Regions from separate parts of the Rattus norvegicus genome. Here region 2 is linked to region 1. Evidence: chromatin contacts called from public Hi-C data. All regions are on one chromosome and are shown on one strand. Each heading gives the region's core, a stretch centred on a gene start, on an enhancer-like site or on the middle of the called end of the contact. The rest is flanking DNA. Distances are from core to core; before and after follow the strand shown.

Evidence for each region. Hi-C and Micro-C count contacts between places; a contact is called where the count stands out from the background.
Region 2: a contact with region 1 is called in a Hi-C map of kidney, with 7 times the contacts expected there. The contact joins two enhancer-like sites. A contact is called at or near these places in 10 of 12 Hi-C or Micro-C datasets (the A7r5 cell line, Schwann cells, frontal cortex and 5 more).

What each region holds. Positions count from the first base shown.
Region 1 is chr9:57,140,502-57,147,155 of GRCr8, forward strand. LOC134480368 reads right to left here. Exons shown (of 2, transcript XM_063267897.1): 2 at 5,436-6,654. Among named protein-coding and RNA genes, the nearest start is that of Myo1b, 38 kb to the right of the region's middle. Within about 2 kb of position 3,075, at least 4 of the 93 cell types and tissues checked have an H3K27ac peak or open chromatin away from gene starts, as enhancers often do.
Region 2 is chr9:57,410,124-57,416,777 of GRCr8, forward strand. No RefSeq gene overlaps it. Among named protein-coding and RNA genes, the nearest start is that of Tmsb10l3, 54 kb to the right of the region's middle. Within about 2 kb of position 4,003, at least 7 of the 93 cell types and tissues checked have an H3K27ac peak or open chromatin away from gene starts, as enhancers often do.

The DNA.
Region 1 (6,654 bases), core at 1,825-4,324:
TGCACATATGTAGCCGATGGTGCAGCTTGGTCTTTATGTGGGTCCCCCAACAACTGGTGCGGGGGGCTGTACCTGAATCTGTTTCCTGCCTGTGGATTCCGTTCCCTTAACCGAGCTGCTTTTGCCGCCTCAGTAGAAGAGAATGCACCTAGTCCTAGTGGCTTGATGTGCCAGGATAGGGAGATAACCAGAAGAGGCCTCCTCCTCCTCAGTGGAGGGGGAGGGGGACTGCATGAGATGGCACTAGGAGGGGAGTTGACATTGGGGTGTAAAGGAAGTAAGTTAATCAATGAAAAGAAAAAGACTGTAGTAGAATGTTAGTTCATTAGAAATAAAGACTAAGACTTAATAATCTCAAACACTTAGCACCTAGCACTATGGTTGTCAAATCTAGGGCTTAGTAAATCATTGCATAAATAATGGAGCCGGCCCTAAGTCTGTTGCTTTCACTTCAACTGCTAAGTCTAGTCATGCAGGCGCCACACTGTTCTCCAAATGAGGGCCGCAAAGGTCACTGTCTGCAGCTCGTGCCAACTTCTCGGCTGAAGCCCATGGTGTGCAGGTGTACACTGAATTCGGAGTAAGGCTTCATAGTCTCTCCTTTTCAGAACCCTATCTGCTTGCCTCCGGTCTCTTCTTCAGTCTCCCTTGGTTGCTGCCCAAAGCTGTCCGAAAGCTTCTGGAAGCAATGGATAACAGGCCCCATTAGTTTTGCAGGGGTCTCTGCTCAGGAGTAAATTCAAATAATAGTCTCTCAGTTCCTCTTTAAGAGCCCAGGGGCTTTTGTCTCTCTAGCCGCTCCTCTCTGTAATGCATCTGCCTGTCTGGCATGGGCCACTCTCCACCAGCAGAACTGAATTTCAACCGGCTGCATTACTGAGGCGTCTGAGTGAGGTGGTGGCCATCAAGCAATTTGAGCAGAGAAAGGCTATGCTTGTTGAAGTTCATTTCTCTTGTGTTTGTAGAGTCTCGACTTCTCCGTGTCATACAGGACCTAAGGTACTGGAGGCCCAACACTGAGAAAGCTTTGATGTTGAGGCGCTCCTTTAGATAAAAGATTAGTAAACAAAAATGAGCATTTAGTGCAATGCGTGTGTGCATGTGCATGCATAATGTGTGCATGAATGTGTGAATACATGTGCATATTATGTGTGTGCATATTGCATGTGCACCCACATGTGTGTGTATGTGTGTATGTGTGTGTATGTGTGTGAGTGTGCGTGTGTGTGTATGCGTGTGTGTGAGTGTGCGTGTGTGTGAGTGTGCGTGTGTGTGTGAGTGTGCGTGTGTGTGAGTGTGCGTGTGTGTGAGTGTGTGTGTGTGTGTGAGTGTGCGTGTGTGTGAGTGTGCGTGTGTGTGAGTGTGCGTGTGTGTGAGTGTGCGTGTGTGTGAGTGTGCGTGTGTGTGTGAGTGTGCGTGTGTGTGAGTGTGCGTGTGAGTGTGTGTGTGTGTGTGAGTGTGCGTGTGTGTGTGTGAGTGTACGTGTGTGTGTGTGTAACAGATTGGAAACTGGAAGCTAAAGGAGGAATTCTGCCCGTGAGAAGTACAGTGTATCAGAGAGAAGGAGATGTGTGGGCTGAGCCTTCAAGGGTTCAGAAGAGTTCACCAAGTGGAGGAGGGCAGAGAGCTCAGGAGGAAGACGTCCCAAAGCTGTGGCAGACAACTGAGAGAACCATATAAAATAGGAAATATTTGTCTTTGGCTTCGCGTAGCTGAGGTTTTGGTCTGCAGGCAGTTGGCCCGGTGGCTTTGACCCTAAGTGAGGCCACGCATGGTGGGAGGGAGGGTGTGATGGGGCAAAGCCACTCAGCTCACGTTGGCAGAGAAATGCAGAGACCAGAGGACTGTGAGCAAATGCACCCTCTGAGCGCATAGCGACACACTTCTTCCACATCATCTCCTGGTTTTCCCTTCCTGATAATTCTAGGATGCAGGAATATATCAACGAATTCACCATTAATTAGGCCAGAGTCTCATGACCCAATTTGTCCCCTAAATTACAACCTCTGAGTATCACACATGTGTTTTGAGGGTATATTTCATTTCCAAACCACGATCACATACAAAAGCATGGAAAACAGAAAATTATGGTTTGCATAGGAGGGGAGTTATGAGAAGAAATTGGTAGAAAAAAATAAGAGTCTGCACTTTTTTAATTAAAGAAAAATTGTTACATATTTATTTATTTTGTTTGGGTGTGGTGACACATGCCACAGCATGTATGTAGAGGTGAGAGAACTCAGGTGGCAGGTTTGGAAGTGAGTACTTTTCCCAGCTGAGCCATTTCACTGGACCAAGTCTGAACTTCTGATGATCTGCTAAGAAATATAGACATCTTCCCACAAGCCTGAGTCCCTAAACCTCAGCTGTAGTCTTAATTTCACACTAATGCCAGGCCTATTCGATTTTTTTTATGATTATTTATTTATTATATATAAGTACACTGTCGCTGTCTTCAGACACACCAGAAGAGGGCATTGGATCCCATTACAGATGGTTGTGAGCCACCATGTGGTTGTTGGGATTTGAACTCAGGACCTCTGGAAGAGCAGTCAAGTGCTCTTAACCGCTGAGCCATCTCTCCAGCCCCTATTCAGTGGTTTTTACTAATTTTTTTCTTTAAATCAACTTTAACTTGTCTTACTTAAAAAATGTTATTGTATAATAATGCATTGTTATATATAAATGAAGTTAAGTAGAGAGTATGACAAGGAATACTTGACCCTCCAACGTAAGAAGTAAAGCATTGTGGTTACGCTTCTGAACACAGCCTCCCCAGTTCACGTGCTCTGTTTATATGCTGCTTCCTGGATCATCTCCCTCCCTCCCTAAGCTGTTCTCATTAGCCTTGCTTTCAATTCCTAATTCTGCTACTTTTCGAAGAATTATCAACTCTCTGTGTGCATACACAGGCTTGCCACGATTTTAGTATATCTTGAATGTGTCCTCTACAGACTCTCCTGTTGCTTAGTGCTGTGGTACTGAGCCAGTGGTCCTGTGAGAGAGTGCGATTCTCGGATCAGAGCCTGCCCTTCACAGTGGACAAGGATCATCTCCAGGGTGAGAGCTTACAAGAACATGCTGTTCTAAAAATAGTCAGAATGATCCCCTTTCCCAACCCTGTCTTCCTGTCCTGCCATGGAATCCCTGGCGCTGGCACATGTTCTGACTTGAATGCCATCCACTATGTGTAGCCACCACTAAAGGGGCTCTCAACAGAGGCCAGACAGACAGGACCCCTGATTTTAGACGTTCAGCTTCCAAAACTGTACAGTCCCCCTGCTCCGGCTTTTAAAAATAAAGTATCAACTTGAGGCACTTGGTTGCAGTAACTTTGTAATAACTTTCTTGTGGTATCCGTACACTGTTAACCTTTGGGTTTGGGCTTTAGATGCTGATTCCTAGCAGAAAGGTCTCTACATACCTGCAGATGATTGTCATGGTCTCAGAAGACAGTGAGGACCTAGTTTAGAGAAGTCGGAAGAGGAAAGGATAAAATACAGACAGCCATTTTAAGGTAGAATTGCTGAAACTAAGGGACTATTGAAAAAAGTATATTTTATGAAATCAGATCTTCTTTAGAAATTGGCACTGTACAAAACTTCTAATATTAAAAACATCAAAATCTTACTTTGTATTGTGATAGTTAAGGTCATGGCTCCCTAGATTTGGGGGAACAAGGAAAATCAAAGCCATGGGCTTTCATCCTGAGAAGTGTGTTTCATGCCTTTTAAAGGTAAGAAAATGCTGTTGTCTGTGCTGCAGTGTCTTTACGGTGTGGTACCTTACAATCTTACCAGGTATCAGATAGATAATATGCAGATCTTGGCTGTTTAACTCTAAGATAAGTCTTTCTCTCTAGGCCTTAATTTGTTAAATTTGCCTTTTGAATTTCCCCACACCCAGCTTTGTTTTCAAACACAAATCTCGTGGTCTTTTTTGCAAACAGTCTATACAATGTGACTATTATTTTCAGAGTATCTTTTCTCGGGAAGCCCTGAAGATGCGGCTGATGTTTACAAACTGTAGTTAATTTAAGGCTATCCACACTAAGGGAGTTTTTAACGTTAAAATAACGGGTTGGATTAGCCAATTTTATTGAGACTAAAGTAATTAACTTGTAATTTGTGGTTGGCTTTAAAAAGTCACCCACTGGAAGGAATATGGCCTGGGTACTCCCCAAATCTTCACGCCAGCTCTGACTGGGAAATTTGAGCAAAATAAAATGGTTTGGAAGAAGTAGTTTCCATCCAGAAAGCCATTTGTGCCACAGCAATTACCCTTGCAAAACGGTTGGACCTGCTAGATCAGAAAGCAGCCATACAGCAGGAACTTAAAAATAAAAACATATAGTGATCCCTTATGAAAATGCCAGCAGAATGTAACAATTGCCTTATTAATGATAGAGTCAATATCTTCCTGTGTTCTTCACAATTCAGTCAAACAATTCCTCTAGTTAAAACTGGCTGTTCACCAAAGTGGCAGATTGAAAAGCCCAGTCACTGGGAGATAAAATGCCTTAGATAAGTCAGCAGCGTTCACTGGTGGTGACGTTCCAGTAGATCTCAGGGCTGCTGCACGCCAGTACTTGGCTGTGGGCCCTTAGCCTATCCAATCCAATTAGAGTCACATTTCTTTAGTCCATTATAGAGAAATACTGGACTAGGTACGCTGTTGCTGCCAGACTGTTTTCCCCATGTAGGAGGATCCCAACAGTTTGTAGCAGGGCTTCATGTAGCATGGTGAAGAAAAGATTCCATTTGTCTTCCAAATAGTTGAAAGGAGGTCATGGCTCATGCTGAATGAGAACGCCCGTTGGCCCATCCTCCCCAGGGGAAACTTAACAAACATTGTAGCAGAGAGCTAAGTGCAGGGCAGGATTCTGTAACTCAGAAGGGGTTCACAGGTAAAGTCCTCAAATCTCCTATTTGAAGATATCAGCAAGGACCTGTAACTGAATCCTAACGAGACAGGAAGCATTCAGAGTTTAGAGGCTACTTCAATGGGTTGAAACACCTTTCTTCTGCATCCCCGTTTGAGTAGCAGTTATTGCTACTAAAGCTATAGAGTGGTATTTGTGAAGCTTTTCTCCCTGAGCAGAGCAGGAAATTCTCTGACCAGAACAAGCTCATTTCTACTTAAATTTTAGAAACAGTTAGTTGGGCATAATGGCTCACATCTATAATCTCGCCTTTGGGAGGCTGGGGCAGGACCGTTGCCATGAGTTCAAGGCCAGCCTAGCTCACTTAGAGAGAGATCATGTCTGGAAGACTGTATTTGTACCTCTGGTGACTGGTGGATAAAAAGCTAGCTGGCAAAAGCATTTAAAAAAAAATCCCACCTGTTTAAATTGAAAAGCTCTCATGGAGAACTTTCCCTCGGGATGGAGACCCTCCAACTCCAAAGACCAGACCGAGACACCACAGGATGCAATCAGCAAGAGGATTTGGTTTATTGATGGGATACACAGGCACAGGCACCTGCGGGCGCTTCAGTCACTCGGGGGACTGGCGCGCCCCACGGAACCAAGGATGGGCTTTTATAGGATTTTGGGGAGCAGAAGCAAGCATACAGAAGCAGATGCATGGTTACAGGGATATAATTGGTGGATTCTAATATGGCAAGGGTTTAGCCCGGGGGCAAGTTTCCTAGCTACCTTCCTGAAACATAACGGCTGACTCGGCCCCCCAAGGGTTCAGCCCGGGGGCAAGTTTCTTAGCTACCTTCTTGGAACATAACGACTGACTCGGCCCCCCACCAGGGTGTGGGACCTCTCCCGGGGCTTTTTTTCATTGTCAGGTGCTCAACCGAAGTCGTCCTGTTGCCAGGCCTTCAACCAAACACATCCTGCTTGGCAGCTGCTGTGTACTCAGTGTTCTAACCTTTCCCTGAACTAGTCATCTTAAGTACAGCCTTGCAAAATGGCGTTACTGCTGCTAAGCTGGGGTCTTTCATTCCCCCATTTTTTTGCTAACTTTGAGTGAAATCTTTCACTCGACTTGGTCAAGAAATTTCTGTCTGGTGGGGGCTTATTCCCCACTGACTCTAGGCCACAAAAGGGCTAGGAGGAGCCACGTAGGAGTTTTAACTTTAAGGGGTTTGGAGTGCGCTGAACTCTCCATGTCTGGGGTGTAGTGTTGTGATTAGTCAATTCCTCAGACCGGACTGTCTTGAAGTGTGGTGCGTGGATCTAAGTCGAGACTCCGTCTACCTTTAGGGCGGTCGGGGTAGTCAGGAGGACGGTGTAGGGTCCTTTCTACCGTGGCTTGAGATTCTTGGTCTGGTGTCTGTGTACCCACACGGTGTCTCCAATCTGGAACGGGTGTGGCACCACCGGATGCTCAAGCTTGTCCTGGTAAGCAGCGGCCAAAGGTCCCCAGACGTCTCTCTGCACAATCTGTAGGGCCTGTAAATGGGCCCTCAGAGAAGGGCTGTCAGCAAAATCAGCAATGTTTGAATCAAAGAAATGGACAAATGGGGGTGATGTTCCATACATTATTTCAAAAGGAGTTAGACCATGGGGGCCCGGGGTATTCCGGGCCCGATATAGAACTAGGGGAAGGAGGGCCACCCAATCCTTTGAGCCAGTTGTAAGCGTAAGTTTGGATAAAGTCTCCTTAATTGTTCTATTCATGCGTTCTACCTGACCTGAAC
Region 2 (6,654 bases), core at 2,753-5,252, 270 kb after region 1:
AGTCCTTTGACAAATGGTGTTGGGAAAATTGGATATCCACACTTAGAGGGATGAAATTACTACTCTCAGTTTCTGTCTGGACTGGGTGTTCCTGGGCATCTTTTTCAGACTAACTGAAGAAGTAGACATAAATAGCAAAGTAGGGAGGAGTTCTTCTTTATAGACACAAAGAAAAAGTGCAGGGTAAGGCAGCTTGCAAGAGAGCAGCAGGCTCTCCAGAGATTAACTGATTATTACTCAGAAGGTTGCTAAGCAGAGTGCTTTTCTGTTTGGATGGATAGGTCTATGTTATATAAGCCTTTGTTTACTGCATACGTCCTTTCCCATAATGCATCTGATTTTAATCATATGCATGTCCAGACATGCATAGGCATGATAAGAGTTTTCCCCTAAAAGTTCACTCAAAGGCAATTTGCTCTGGGGCACCTGCATGTAAAACCAGTCCAGGCTGGATTGGCCCACTACCTCTAATTTTAGAATCTGTTCCAGCATGTGTTTGTCCACAAAGAGGCTGATAGGGGGTTATTATGGGTTACTTTGTTTGGAGAGGGGTGTGTGTACAGTGTGATGCTAGTGAGTTCCAGGTCGCTGAGCTATCTTGCAAATTACTTGTCTCAAAACTGGATGCTTTTCTCTTATCCTGCACAGAGCAACTCCAAGTAGATCAAACTCTGAAACTGTTGAGGAAAAAATAAAGAAAAAACTTGAAGTTACAGGCACAAGAAAGGACTTCCTGGACAAGACCCCAGTGGCCCAGGAAATAAGGCCAACAAGGTTTTTTTTTTTTTTTTAAACAGGATAGTCCGACAGATGGAGCTGCAACCTGTGGGGATGGGAGAGTGGTGGGTGGGTTGGACTTGGGGGAGGTGGTGACTTAGAATTCCATTTTGCAGGAGTGCATCTCAGATGGTCTTGAGACATCCAGAGAGGTACACTATGGCAGCTGGATGTGTAAGTTCATGAAACACTGCTGACGAAATGAGCTGGGAGCCACAACAGCTGGCCACAGCTTTCCTTCTAAATAGCAGTATTTTTTTCTGATACAAGGGCTTTAAAATTAATGCTTTCGATGCTTTTCAAAGAAAAAAAAAGCCTTTCCACATTGAAAGATGCTTTTATTTGCTTGAGAGATTTAATCAAGACAAGGTAGCTAAGTTACAACAAAGAGCTGTTCAAAGCGTCAATGGTCCTCGGTGCATTATGTATTGTTCGGTCTTCTGGCTGAGCTTTGAGGAAAAGCAGGAGTCTATGAAGGATGGGAATCAGGTTTGCGATTGGCCAGAATTTGGTTCCAGGTCCCTTCACTTCTTAACTGTGTGTCCTTGGTAAAGTGTTTGATCTTCATAATCTTTAATGTCAGGAACAATTATAGCATTGACTGCTAGGGTTTTAAATATTTTCTACAGAGCCTCTCTGCTGGGTTGGAGTTCCCTCAGTCCTTTAACAGAGACTTAGCTACCTGTCGTGTACAAGACATCGTGCTAGGAAATAAACAGCATTCACTGCCACCGTGTTCCAGAGATTGCGATATAATACAGTATAGAAACGAGTGCTTTCTCTCATAGGAGAGCAGAATTCCAGGAACGTCATGACCCCCAGCGCAGTCTTGCATCATACCCTTAGATGGGGCAGCGGAGGGACAACATCCATGTTTGGTGCAGGGAAGGGTAGGATCCAGAGACCTTGTCAGTGAAGGTGGGGCCCAGAGCTGGGGATGAGCGAGTAGTGCGGTGGAACTGGAGTCTCACTTTCAGACTGCGTAGTAGGGACGCTCCCTCACATGCCCTCGGGACTCACGAGCAGCATGCTCACCAAGCATTCTCATTGTCAGAAAAAAGTTCCAGCAACCAGAATGACCAGCAGTGAGGGATTCAAACAATGGGATAAGATTCTGCGGTTTAAAACATGAATGGGTGACATAGAGGAATGTGGGGAAATTATTTTTTGAGTTAACAAAAAAAAAAAAAGAAAATTACAAAAGACTAGTGTATCTGTTGTCTAATTTAACCTCTTATAGTACTAGTGTGTGCTATTATTACACAGTAAAACTCGAAAATGTATACAGGAAGAAGAAAGAGACACGAGTGGTGTGGAACAAGGGGGGACGGGTTAGCCTCATCTGTGCTGTTATTTCATAAAAAACAAAAGTAAGCATGGCAAAAATGTTGACAATATATTAAACCCAGAAGCTCCCAGAAGCATGCATTATTTGCTATACTGCCCACTGTGTTTGGTATATTTAATAAATAATGTTTATACTTCTGTAGTTATTCATATGAAAAATGTTATCATTTTAATCACTTAGCGATATCACCCATTGATATCAAGAATATCCACTTTGTTGGGGGTGCTGTCACTATTACCCATCTTTAGAATGCTTTCTCTTTGCCCAGACTGAAATTTTCTCTACTAGACAGTAACACTCCAGGCTTTCGCCATGCCCGACTCCAGTAACCATCATATACTTCCTGACTCTAAGACATGATCGCTCTAGGTGCTACTATGTGGAAGTGGATCATATTTGTCCTTTGGTAAACTGCCACATTCACTTAGCGTTACATCCGTTAGGGCCATCAGAACTCTAGCATATTTCACACTTCCTTCTGTTTCCTTTTTTTTCCTTTTTTATTGGATGTTTTATTTATTTACACTTCAAATGTTTATCCCCTTTTCTGGTTTCCCCTCTGGAAACCCCCATTGCATCCTTCTTCCCCTGCTTCTGTGAGGGTGGTCCCCACCCCACTCCCACCTCCCTGTCCTGGCATCCCCCTACACTGGGGAATCAAGCTTTCAGAGAACCAAAGGCCTATCCTTCTACTGATGCCGGCAAGGCCATCCTCTGCCACATATGCAGCTGGAGCCATGGGTCCCTCCATGTGTACCCTTCAGTTGGTGGTTTAGTCCTTGGGAACTCTGGGGAGTCTGGTTGGTTAGTATTGTTCTTCCTATGGGGTTGCAAACCCCTTCAGCTCCTTCAGTCCTTTCTCTAACTCCTCCATTGGGGATCCCATGCTTAGTCCAATGGTTGGCTGCGAGCATCTACCTCTATATTTGTCATGCTTGGCAGAGCCTCTCAGGAGACATCCGTATCAGGCTCCTGTCAGCAAGCACTTCTTGGCATCAGCAATAGTGACTAGGTTGGGTGTCTGTACATGGGATGGATCCCCAGGTCTGGATAGCCTTTCCTTCAGTTTCTGCTCCACACTTTGTCTCCGTATTTCCTTTAGACAGGAGCAATTCTGGGTTAAAAATTTGCAGATGAGTGGGTGACCCCATCCCCCAACCCTCGCCTAACCTCTGGATGTTTTCAGACTTCCTTCTGCTTTAAAGCCAAATAATATCTAATTGAACATAAACATCAAATCTTGTTTATCCGTTCAGTGGAGAATGGGAAACTTGATTTGCTTATACCATTTGGCAATTGAGACATCGGAATATTTTACACTGAATTTAAGCACATTTTACACTGAAATTAAGAATTAATAACACGGAAGTTATAAATAGAAAAGAGCAAATATTAAAAAGGTACTATTTGGTTAGATGAAGGAAAACTTGGGCTAGGGAGACAGCTGCAGACCTGAATTCAGTTTACAGAACTTTTGTGCCAAAGGCCAGCATGGCAGTATACCATTGTATCTTAGCAGTGAAGGGAAGACAGGCAGGTCCCTGGGGCTTACTGGCAGCTGGCCTAGTTGAATGGATGACCTTGACTTAAAGATAAAAATGGACGGTGTCCCAAGGAGTGACATTTGAGTTTCACCTCTGGCCTCTATATGCACGGGGACTCCTACATGCACACACACACACACACACACACACACACACACACACACACACACACACACACACTTTTACCATATACTAAGTAGAATTTTCTTCGTACACTCAAGAATAAGCAGCGCGTGTTAATATCGTTCGTCCTTTGTCATTCACGGGACACAGCAGCAGGAGCCATTTCTCCCATCCTGCCATTGGCAGCGCTGCCTGCGGGTGGCAGCTGCCCTCTGCCTCTCCTTATGCTGCCGCGGCTGCCACTCAGCACAATGCTCTGGCTCAAGCCTAACAGTTTCCTTCTGCTTGAAGCTGACAGAAGCCAAGAAAGAAATCAGTCTTGGGCGATTGGCAGGTAGTTAAGTACTGGAGCTGAGAAGAAGGGTTTTGAGGCCGGAAAGTTGTCTGTAGCAGAGGCAACTCCAGCCCCACCCAGTTCCTGCTTGCAACCCTCCTGTCTCCTGGGCACCATGCCTCGCCACTACTGCTTGTCTGAATGTTTCCAGATGCTGGTCTTCCAGGGCTTCTCAGAGGGTCTGAGAGGATCTGGCCTCTCTATCCTACCACCGTTACACAGATTCATGCTATAATACAGTGCAAATGATAGTGACTTGTCCGGTTAATCCGCAAGTATAAGGCTGGGGATCTAAACCCCTGAGCAGCTCTGTGGAAAGCCCCTTTAGAAACTGGCTGTATCCAGTTAGGAAACAGAAAAACAGAAACCCTGTCCTAAAGAGACTGGCAGATGATCATGTGTGAATGGAGAGGAAGATTCTTATTCACAAATATTCAAACCAGCTAATTCATCTCTCTCTCTCTCTCTCTCTCTCTCTCTCTCTCTCTCTCTCTCTCTCTCCCCCCTCCCCCCCGTGTGTGTGTGTGTGTGTGTGTGTGTGTGTGTGTGTGTGTGTGTGTGTGTGCAACCCATTGCTGGTTTCTCTTTCATTGCCTGAATGGTGACTTAGATACATCTAGACTCCTAAGGTTCCTTAGGGCACAATCAGAAAATTTCTGATTCGTTTAATTCTAAGGATACTCTTTAATTATAAGGATACTGTTAACATCCCTATATAGGTTGGAGCACTTGCCTAACATACATGACGTCCTAGGTTCAATCCCCAGAGACAGAACATGTCTGTAATCTCAGCATTTGGTGAAAACGTGCCTCAGAAAGGAAGTGGCTTAGTGTGAACAGTTCCTTCTGAGGGCACAGCCATAGTGACTTTCTGGTATGGTCTCCATGGCAGTAACACAAAAAACAAAGTTTCATGGTGACCACAGACTAACTCAAGTGTTGAGGAGGCTAATGCTGGCACAGAGAAATAGCACAAGCCATCGCTGTTGGAGAAGCAGGTCAAACACGTAAGCTGAACTTTAACCATTTCTCCTGGGGATGGTATGAATACTATGTTGTAAAGGGACTCTTAAAGACCAACCTTAAAAAGTCTTTGGGAATTTCAAGAAGGTTTGGGGTAGAATCTTGTTTTATTTCTGTAAATATTTTATATCAATTTTTCCTTTCCCAGTCCTGCTCCGGGAATGACGACTCAATATTTATTAATAAAGGCCAAGGCCATAAGCTTTGGCTCATTGACTAGCTCACAGCTTAACCATTTAAACTATCCTGTGTCTACCGTGTGGTTAGTTACCTCTCCTTCAGACCCTGCCTCCTTTTTTCTTTGTGTCTCCACAGTGTTTCCCCGCTGGTTTATGTCTGACTCCTCAGTCTGGGTCTATCCCTCCAACATTCTGCTGAATCACTATCTTATATCCTCAAATATTTCCAAGAATCCTCTGTCAGCACCCCACCTGTTTCTTGGCTCGGCTCATGGTCCATGGGCTTTTTTATTGACCGGTGCTGCTCTCTACATAGCACTGTTTGGCTTCCCTACGAAAATTCAGCATGAGCCTGACTCCCCCTTGTGGAGTAAGTTTCATGGCTTGCTACAGTTTTCCACAGAGGAAAGAGAAGCTTCAGAGGCCCATACCATGTCTGTTACCCCATTGTCTTTCTTGGCCCAAGAACAGAAAGTACAAACTGCCCCCCAAAAACTGTGTTACTTTTTTGAATTGTACAGGTCCTTTGAATTAACCTTGTCTTCCAGCAATTTGTAAAACTAAAGCTCTGCCCGTCAGATTTAGTGCCTAAGGACTTGGGAGGCAGAGGCAGGGGGGATCTCTATTAATTCTAGGCCAGCCTGATCTACAGAGCGAGTTCAAGGACTACCTTGACACAGAGAAACCCTATCTCAAACTCTGTGCCCTCACCCCAAAGAAGAGATAGAATGATGTTACAAAGATTCAACTGTTTGTGTTAGCGTTATTTCCATCTCTACTTTATGTTTAAGGAAAGGCTATGGCGGAACTGAGTTTGCGTCACTGTGACCATGTTCTCTGTAGAGTTCTTAGCCATGATGACACATACCACAGTACTCCATGCTTATTGATCACTTCCCTCTTGCCAAGCATTGAGCCAAACACCTCTGCTACACTGCCTTTCTAACTCTTGACAACAGACTTACTAGTCTTATGTTTACTGGGATATTGAGGCTTAAAGAGTTTAGGTAACTGGCTTAAGGTCACACAATAAGTTGCTGAAGCTTTAGTGGAATTAATGCCAATGATCCAAAAGAGGGACTTAAAACCGATGAATAACAGAATGCGTATTAACTTGATTTAAAATTTAAAAATTTTGATCTTCTGTAAGAGTTTTAAAGGAGAGTGTACCAATTTCTTTCAAACACTTCTTCCTGGGGCAGACTCCTAAAGACCCAGAAAGTAAAAGAAACTGACAAGGTGCTAGGAAGCTTCTGAAATTTACAAGACTTAGGTCTCTCCCCAAGGTTAAGTAAGGGGGAACTCAGCGAGGGACAGGGGAAGATT